Linked DNA regions of Ovis aries: all the other regions are linked to region 3. Evidence: chromatin contacts called from public Hi-C data. All regions are on one chromosome and are shown on one strand. The core of a region is the stretch at or near the end of the contact, and the rest is flanking DNA. Distances in the headings are between cores, read along the strand shown.

Region 1 (2,700 bases), core at 67-2,566, 220 kb before region 3:
ACTTTCAAGTACAAGTGCGTGCAGGGTTAAGGTGTGTACAATGATTCCTAGACAGTAGGCAAGAAACTGAGAAAAAGCCGTAGCTCCGGGGAATGAGCAGCGAGATCTAGTAATGAGTACAAGGTGTCAGGGTCCAAGGTGAGGAGAGTGGGCAGAGAAGCGGGAGAAAAAGAGTAATGCATGCGGGAGCAAGGGCTGGAGGAAGCTGATATTTACACGCACAAAGCCCACACAGCTTCACTCACGTCAGGTTAAGTACCTTTTCCAGAAACCCAATAAAGAAATGTTATGTATTCAGGAGGTGTTTCAACCTGTCCACACCCTCCTCTGACTTCCCCAGAACACAGGTAAGCAAGGAGGGAAATGCCTCCGGTCTTGGCGTCCAGCTCCCTCGGCTCCCAGAGCACAGCCCCACAGGACGTCACACGGAGCTGTCTCCGAGAGTGGGCATAGCACCGACGGGAGGCAAAGTTTTGAGCCGATTTACTCCAAATCAGTCTGCCACTCGGTAGTGGGGTTTGGCCGCAGGGGCTCCTAGGCAGAGCCGGGCAGCAAAGGCAGCAGCTTGAAGGCTGAGTAAGGAGCCAGCTTTCTTCATCGCCTCCTCCAGTCGGTGCGGAGTCGGCAGTACAGCCAGTCCCTATCGCTGTCACGCCTTCTGCAGCGCGGCCCCTCCGCCGCCCCACCCCCCCCCCGCACGGCCCCAGCCCTCACTCTGTTATTTGCGTGACTGACCTGAACAGGGCGGGAGGGAGGACCCGGGTGCGGAGGGAGGGGAGGACCTTGGCCCGCCCACTCCTTCCCCTGTGGCTCGGGGCGGCACCTTCTCCTCCTCATTGGGCACACGCTTGCGTCCATCACCCCCATGCGGCCCTCGGATTGGCAGAAGGCGCACTTCTGGAGCGAGGAGAGCTGAGTGACTCCGCGGGTCTCCGGTGCCTCATCTTTCCCTCCACCGCTCCCTCCCTACTTCAACGTCCACCCACCACTCCCCACCCCCCACTCCACTTCCCCCCCTCCCGGTTAGCGGCAGTGTCCTTAGAAGACTCATTGGGCCAGGGGCGAAGCCTGCCGCCTATCGAGCAGCACCGTCATTGGCCGACGCCCACGCCCGTCGGAGCGGCGGGCTTCGGCATTGGGTGATTCCGTTCCGCTCCCCGCCCCTCCCAACGCCTCGCCCTCTCACTCGCCTCCTCCCCTCCCGGCTCTTTCACAGCCCCCCTTTCCCTTGCCGTCCGCACCGCATCTCCCCTGTCCAGCTGGGCGGGGACTGCTTTACGACTCTGTAAAGTCTGTGAGTCACTGCACAACCCATCAATCCAATTAAATGTCTTGAGCTAGCCGAGCAGGCGGTGCTGCTGCCGCGGCCGCTCGCCCCGCCGCGGCCGCCCCTGCTCGCAGCGCCCCTCTGATCCATGGCTGTCTGTCTGTACTTGTTACGGTGTAACCTCCTCCTCCGCCTCCTCCGCCTCCTTCTCGGGAGCCGCTGCAACTTCCCCTCAGCCAGCCTCCTCCTCCGTTTGGGGACTGCAAAGGCATGGGATAGACCTAGAGCCACTTCAGTCACCCCTCCAGCCCTCGCTCAGTCTCCCCCCTTTAAATTAAAGTCTGATCCTTGCTTCTCATCGTTTTAGAGGTTTATTTGTCAGTCTTTTTATTTCCCCGGATTTTATTTTCCCTTCCTGGGGCAGGGGGTCGCAGGGGCCGGTGGGCTTATTTTAGGGAAGGGGCTTTCCCCTCCATCCCCCCGTTGCTCCTCGTCCCTTTTCGGCAGTGACTTGATTTCCCTGCTCCGCTCCGCTCCCACCCCTCGAACTCACCGTCCTGCACTCTAGTGACGCACCGACACCCCCCGCCCACAGCCCAGACGTCCCCTCCCTCGCTGCCACCCCGACCCGTCTCGGAGCTGGACCGGGTGCCGACTTCGCTGAAGGGTGAGTGCTGTGTTGGGTTATCGGGGGTGGGTGTTGGGGCGGAGAGAGGGTCTGGGAAAATGTAACGGGTCCACTTTGGGGAAGGCAGGGGATCGCGCTGTGGACTGGAGGTTCCCAGTCCGGCGTGGATTTGAGGTGGTGACTGCCTTCCTCCCTCGCTCCCTCTTCCCCCGCCCCTCGACTCCTTATTCACCAGCCTTGCTGTATTTCTAGGTATTGCCAACGCTTATAAAATAAGCGGTAATGGCAAGCTTTCTTAGTGAGCGGTCATAATCAGCGAATTGAACTGATAGACTCTATGACCTGCAAAGTGTCAGACGGCTAATAATGGGTACGTTGTCTTCCAAATCAAAGTTAAACTTTTATTCAGTAAAGGCAAAGCGAAAGGTATGTCTGATTTGAATGAGATAGACCACGAGAAGACAGGTTGCCTAGTGGCATGGCTTGCTTTTTATTTTAAAATAGTTTCGTAGGTTCCCTTTTGGAAAAAAAAAGAAAAGATAATTCAATATTAATGTAAAGGTTACAAAGTCTTTGAACCTGTTGGAGGAAAGCGAGGTAAGATGGAAATCTAGTTTGACACTTCATCTTTAGCTCACTTCTGTTCTATCCAGAAATTATAACACAGAATTTTTTATTTCCTGGTCACTGCGCACAGTGGGGTGTGTTAAAAGACAAATAGGGATTTTTTTTCTTTTGATATCCCTTTTTTGTATACTTGATTGCTCTTGAGCAAAATTTTAATTTGGTTTCTTGGTTGCAGGCT
Region 2 (2,869 bases), core at 326-2,825, 130 kb before region 3:
TTCATATTTAGTGTTACAGCCTATCCTGTAGGAGATAGTTGCAGTAGTTTCTTGGCAAAGCAGGGGTGGGGTGGGGGGAGAGAGAGGAGAGAGAGGTGTCTCTGATTACTGAGTGCAAAGATCAGGTGTATGCTCAAGGCACCAGAGGACAAGCTCCAGTTTTAAGTGAAAATGGCCTTGAAATAAGGGTAACACCCACCTTCACGGTCTTTCCATTAATCAGCACTGACCAGCAGAACAGGATCATCTAAAAATGCGGTGGCCACTGCATATGCACAAATCATGTCTTTTCTACCAACTGTTAATAATTATTCCTTAAACAGCCAACAGAAACCCCCAAGCTAGGACTCCTGCTTAAAGAAATGTGTGGATATTTAATTTAATTCTAATATTCTTTTTTTTTTTTAATTTATTTTCACTTGGAGGATAATTGCTTTACAATGTTGGTGTTGGTTTCTGCCGTACATCAGCATGAATCAGCCTGTGGCAGGTACACATATGTCCCCTCCCTCTTGAGCCTCCCCCCCCCCCCCCACCCCAGCCCACCCTTCTAGGTTGTCACAGAGCCCCCAGTTGAGCTCCCTGTGTCTTACAGCAAATTCCCATTGGTTACCTACTTTACATATGGTTAGTTCTAATATTCTTGAAGGAAAGAGCAGCTCACCAAAGTTGGCATATCTTTTAAACAAAATGATTGTCTCCAACGGCCAGTGCAATTGGCGTTAAAGGCAAACTTCTGCCCCTCTATACAGATGCGGGGCAGTCCTGTGAGCAGCACTGTCCCCCAGAGCGCCCATCACTCATTGTGTGGAGCAGTGTCTTTCTCTATGAGCACTGTGTGGCAGTTCATTCTTTGTATGAATCTGTGAATGGCATATGTCAGGCCAAAAAGACGACATTCCTATTCTGGGTAATAAATGGACGCCTTGTTGGGTTTTTTTTTTTCCTTGAAGATCATGAGACAAACAAAACATACTTGGCTGTCTAAAAATATTCTTTGAAATAGAAATTCAAAAATAAAAACATCAGAATATCTTTGCAAATATATGATTGCTCATAGGACAAACCAGATGCATGTCATTTCAACAAGCACCCCAGACAATGAAAACTCCCTTTTGGAAGAGAATTCATTTCTCTTTGTGGTCTGAGGGCCCCAGGAGCTAGAAAGCCTCCTTCGTCTCCTCTCAAGGTCTCCCATCCCTCCCCTGAACTTAAACGGGGATCCCTGCCTGGAGTCCCAGCAGCCAGTCCCACAATTTGGTGTATCTGTCTTAGCAACCCAGGAGCACAGAAGCCGTGTTCTGCACCCACTGCAGCTTTCAGTTCGGAATGGAGTCGGCATCGGCATCTGCTGTCTCGTTTGGCCTCCTCTCACACTTGTACGCCCGTGTGTCCAGAGCTGGGCCTGCCCCTGAGCAGGGACAGCAGAGCCAGGGCCGAGTGTGCCCGCTCGGCGCTGCCCCGAGAGGAGTGAGCCATGCGGATGCGTGGGGCGGGGGCCGGAGGGAGGGGAGCGGGGGACAGCGCCGGGCCGACTGCGCAACTGCTATAGCAGGTCCGACTAGTTTTAGGTGCCCAAAGGCAGCTTTGTTTCTCTGGTAACTCCGGGTAGCAAGCAGCAGACCTCAGTTGTGAACACTCATTTATGTCTGGCCTTACTCTTTCTCTGTCCCCTTGCAGAAACCTGTAGCTTCTCAGAGTTGCTCTTTAATCCTAAGCTTTTTTTTTTTCTTTCTTTTAAAAACCTTCATAAGTGGTTAACTGAAAAGACGAGGCTAAACCAGGCGTTTGTGTGCTTCTGAGGAGTTTCATGAAGTAGAACAGTGACCGGGAAGGGCTTCTGACTCTCTAGGACTCACTCACTCACTCACTCAAGTTGCCTCTGTGAACCTGTTCTGCAAAAGTCAGAAGTCTTCCCTGATGGTGCCTGTGGTCAGAAAATTAAATAATGAAGCGTTACTTGCTGCTGATCAACCTTTAGCCCCTTGCTCTGCTCTTCTGGCTGACTGCTTATCATTCCACGCCAGCCACAGCTCGCCGGCTTCAGGCAGGCCGGCTGGAGTACCCCACCCTGGTGTTTAGAAGTGTTGAGTTAAACTCAGGGAATCTGAAAGTCCCAAGGTCATCTCTACACCAGAACAGGTTTGCATAAAATTCTAGCCACGCCAGTGAGATAACAAGGTGGCAACTGTTTTAATCTCAACCTGTCTTAGTAGTTATTCCATTTTTAAATAATACTTGATACAGATTTGCTTTTCAGATTTCTTCCCTTTTCTTGAGGAGGGAACCTCCATATGTGTGTACTTCTGTGTCTTACTTGCTGTCACAGAAAACAGGTCTGGCAGAGGAATTTGAGCACCGTGGTCTGTAGCTGATGAAGAAATTTTTGCACTGCCTCTGTGCTTGTCACGAACCTGGTGATGGTCTTTTCTGAATAGTTTTTTTTTTTTTTTAACAGACTACTTTAAAAAATATTTTTATTATGGCCAGAAATAGAAAATAAAATAGATTTTACCTGATGACGGTTGTTAGCTGTCTAGCAGTAGTTGGTTAGCAAATTCAAAACGTGGATTCCTCAAGTGGCACCTGCATTCTTGCTTCGGAAGCCTCTAAAGATAGGCAGGGTGAACAGAATGTTCAGGGGTGGCAGTGGGGTGGGGTGGAGGCAAGATCTCCTTAAAGGTCCTTGAAGCTCCTACAGGTTGAAGTTCTGAGAGGTAGTTTCCTTAGAAAATAAACATGTATTGCTTTCAGTGTGGTACTCTGATTACTTTTATTATGTTTGACTGAGTGACTTTGTGTAAAGTTCTGTGGGTCATTAGTTATCAATGCTCAGAAATCCTTCGGAAGAAATACTTTTTATCTCAGA
Region 3 (2,700 bases), core at 122-2,621:
ATTGTACCAACACGACAGCGTTCAAACAGCTGTTTCCCTTAGAGTTTTGGCATATACTCACGTCTAAAAGGTTAACGGAAAGCAATAGTTAAATGCAACCTCAAAGATTAAACTATCTCCGCCTCCCATTCTACCAAAAAGACTAAAACGTAGCTGGTGAAAGGGAGGATTAAAGTTCAAGAGTTTTACTTCTCCTAAAGCGAGAACTTTGAAACGGAACTACCGATTTTGTTTCATTTGCTCCCCAGTAAAATATTTCCATGTCTGGGTTAGTCCTTCCCTTGGCCCCAACGGAAGATTCAGTGGGAAATCAACGTGAACTAACCACCAAGAGTAAAACCTAAACATTCCCAGTACTTTCCCACTGGTGAAAGCTTCCTATCACCATTTACCTTATACTATGTCCCCTGCCCAAGAAAGATGTAGCACCTGCCAAACTGGGCACTTCAAGAATAATGGTCCAACTTTTCGCACGCAGTCTGGGAAGGGGATGCCGATGATTTCTTAGGGAGTGCAAGAAGGGAGCAGAAAAGGTCCTCTCAGGAAGGGATGAATGAGCTTTGGTGCCGTCTCCTCTGCCTGCTGGAGGATTCAAAAGGTGTTTGCTTCAGAGACCCTAGGAAGCAGCACACTCTGGTCGCCGCTGGCCTGGGGCCTGGGCGAAGCAGGCAGTGTTTACACCTGTCACGAGGGAGGGGGAGGGAGAAAGAGGAAGCCGGAGCAAAGCCCCAAACTTCTCAACAAGCTCCCGGGAGGGAGCGGCCGGTGCGAAGCCGAGGGCAGGTGGAAGTGGAGGGGCAGGGGGAGCCGGCGGCGGCCAGGGACGTGGGAAAAGCTCTCACTTCGCCGGCCGGTGCCCGGGAGGGCGAGGAGGGGCCGTGCGCCTCAGGCGCCGCCGCCGCCGGCGTCCCCGCACCCGCTGTAGAAGAGGACAGAGCCGGGAGCCCGCAGGCCCGCAGAGCCGGCAACGTCCCCGCAGCCCCCGGCTCCGCAGCGGGCAGGTGTCCCCGGCCCAGGCGAGGATCCGACCGGTGGGCCGGGCCAAATCCCCTAACCTCCTTCCCCCGCACGGCTGGGAAAGCTGGTGAAGCTTACCTGGTTCATCCGGGGCGGCCGCGATGGGCATGGCTCAGGGGCCCGGGGAGGAACTGGCTCCCCGGGGAAGGACCGGCTATTCGGACGCGGCGCTGGTGAGAGCGGAAGGCAGGCTGTTCACAGCCCTGTCAGCGAAGCAGCGCCATGGACGCCCACCCGGAGTTTCAGTGCTGCCGCGAGACCCCCATCCCATTACCCTCCGCCCTCTTCCGCCGCCGCCGCCGTCGCCGCCACCGCCTCCACCTCCTCCTCCGCGGAGACCCCCCGCCCACTCCACACACTCTCCCATCATGCAGCGGGGGAACCGCTGCCGCTGAAACGTCACTTCCGGGCGCAGGTGGCTAGGTCGGGGCCCGGCGCTGGTGGGTGCAGAAGGGGGGTGGGGGGTGGGAGGACACACAGGGGGAATCAGTGTCACAGAATGCTTACCCCGTGCGCAGGCGCCATCGTGCAGAGCGCCGGCAGCCATTTTGGGTGCGGGCAAGCTGCCCTTTTCCCTGACTTCCTAGCGAGTCATCGAGCTGTGGGGTGGGGGGAAAGACGTCCTCCCGCACTCCGCCGCTCCTGAGGCAGCGCTCCGGGCAAGGGGCAGGTGCTCCTCAGCCTGCTAAGATTAACGTTCAGCTCGGGACCGTCTTAACTCTCTTGCTCTCCAAGTAAAATTTGCAAAGGTTTGAGGTACGGAACTGTATCTTCACCAGAAACCTACTGGAGAGCACTTATTAGCTTGCCCTTTTCGCCACGAAAAACGACTTTTTCGTTCACAGTCTAAGTCCCTTCCTCTTTTTAATTTACGCTGACAGAAGAGGAAGTTGATATATAAGAAGAGTTAAATCAAATTTAAAATGGGAAGCAAGAGGGAAGGCACCCGCCGAACTGAAAACCGGCTTTGAGACCAACAACAACAAAAATTTTGGGGATCCTGCTAACAGATTGAACGGTGGTCGTTTATTCATATATGCTGCATAAGACTATTCGATTAAAGTAAAGAAATAAAATTAACTTCCGCGTTTCTATAACAGCCGTCATAACATTTTTCTATCGTCAGTCTTGATCGTTTGCGTTTTTATAACCTTTCCCCTTCCATTGTAATGAATATCTGTTAGAACACCAGCCACTGTAAAAGCCAGATTGCAAGATTGAGGGGATTATTGTTATCGTCTGGGATGATGAGCCTGGGATCCTATCCGGCAATCGTGAGCGGTACCGGCTGCTCCTTCTTACTTTCGCCAAACCTGCACAGGCAATTTGAATAATTTAAAATAGTTCCCAAACAGCAAAGCTCAGCAGCTACGCAAAGAAACAAGGATGGAAAACACCCCCCTCAGCCACAGAGAAGTGTCCACCCTTTTGAGTGGAGGAATTATACAAATCAGAGGGAAGATAAGGACAAAAGCAGTTCATCACGGTTTATCCCGCCTCTGCAATGTTCTAGACGACTTAACTTGGAGCGCTAAAATAGACCCGCATTTGTCCCTTTACAACTCAATTGCTGTAAGATACACGGAGACTGCATCACTTTAAATTGGAGTGTCAATTGTTTTGCGGTGGTGGTGCTGGATTTTTGTTATTGCTCAGTCACTAAAGCAAGAAAAATCTATATAC

The links. A called contact is a pair of places that touch in the nucleus more often than the background predicts.
Region 1: a Hi-C map of hypothalamus shows a contact between it and region 3, with 5 times the contacts expected there. The contact joins the promoter of SERTAD2 here to the promoter of AFTPH in region 3. A contact is called at or near these places in 2 of 16 Hi-C or Micro-C datasets (hypothalamus and skin fibroblasts).
Region 2: a contact with region 3 is called in a Hi-C map of liver, with 5 times the contacts expected there. The contact joins the enhancer-like site here to the promoter of AFTPH in region 3. A contact is called at or near these places in 8 of 16 Hi-C or Micro-C datasets (blood, hypothalamus, liver and 2 more).

Annotation. Positions count from the first base shown.
Region 1 is chr3:43,567,665-43,570,364 of ARS-UI_Ramb_v3.0, forward strand. SERTAD2 (SERTA domain containing 2) reads left to right here and starts at 1,317. Exons shown (of 2, transcript XM_027966694.2): 1 at 1,317-1,934. It overlaps LOC105608150 (a long non-coding RNA gene), which reads right to left and starts at 976. Exons shown (of 2, transcript XR_006059156.2): 1 at 736-976.
Region 2 is chr3:43,661,371-43,664,239 of ARS-UI_Ramb_v3.0, forward strand. The region is part of intron 1 of SERTAD2 (SERTA domain containing 2); the gene reads left to right. Among named protein-coding and RNA genes, the nearest start is that of SERTAD2, 94 kb to the left of the region's middle. Within about 2 kb of position 1,576, at least 27 of the 54 cell types and tissues checked have an H3K27ac peak or open chromatin away from gene starts, as enhancers often do. A contact at or near this core is called in hypothalamus and liver, where this site is marked.
Region 3 is chr3:43,791,283-43,793,982 of ARS-UI_Ramb_v3.0, forward strand. AFTPH (aftiphilin) reads right to left here and starts at 1,372. Exons shown (of 10, transcript XM_060413863.1): 1 at 1,096-1,372; 2 at 430-582.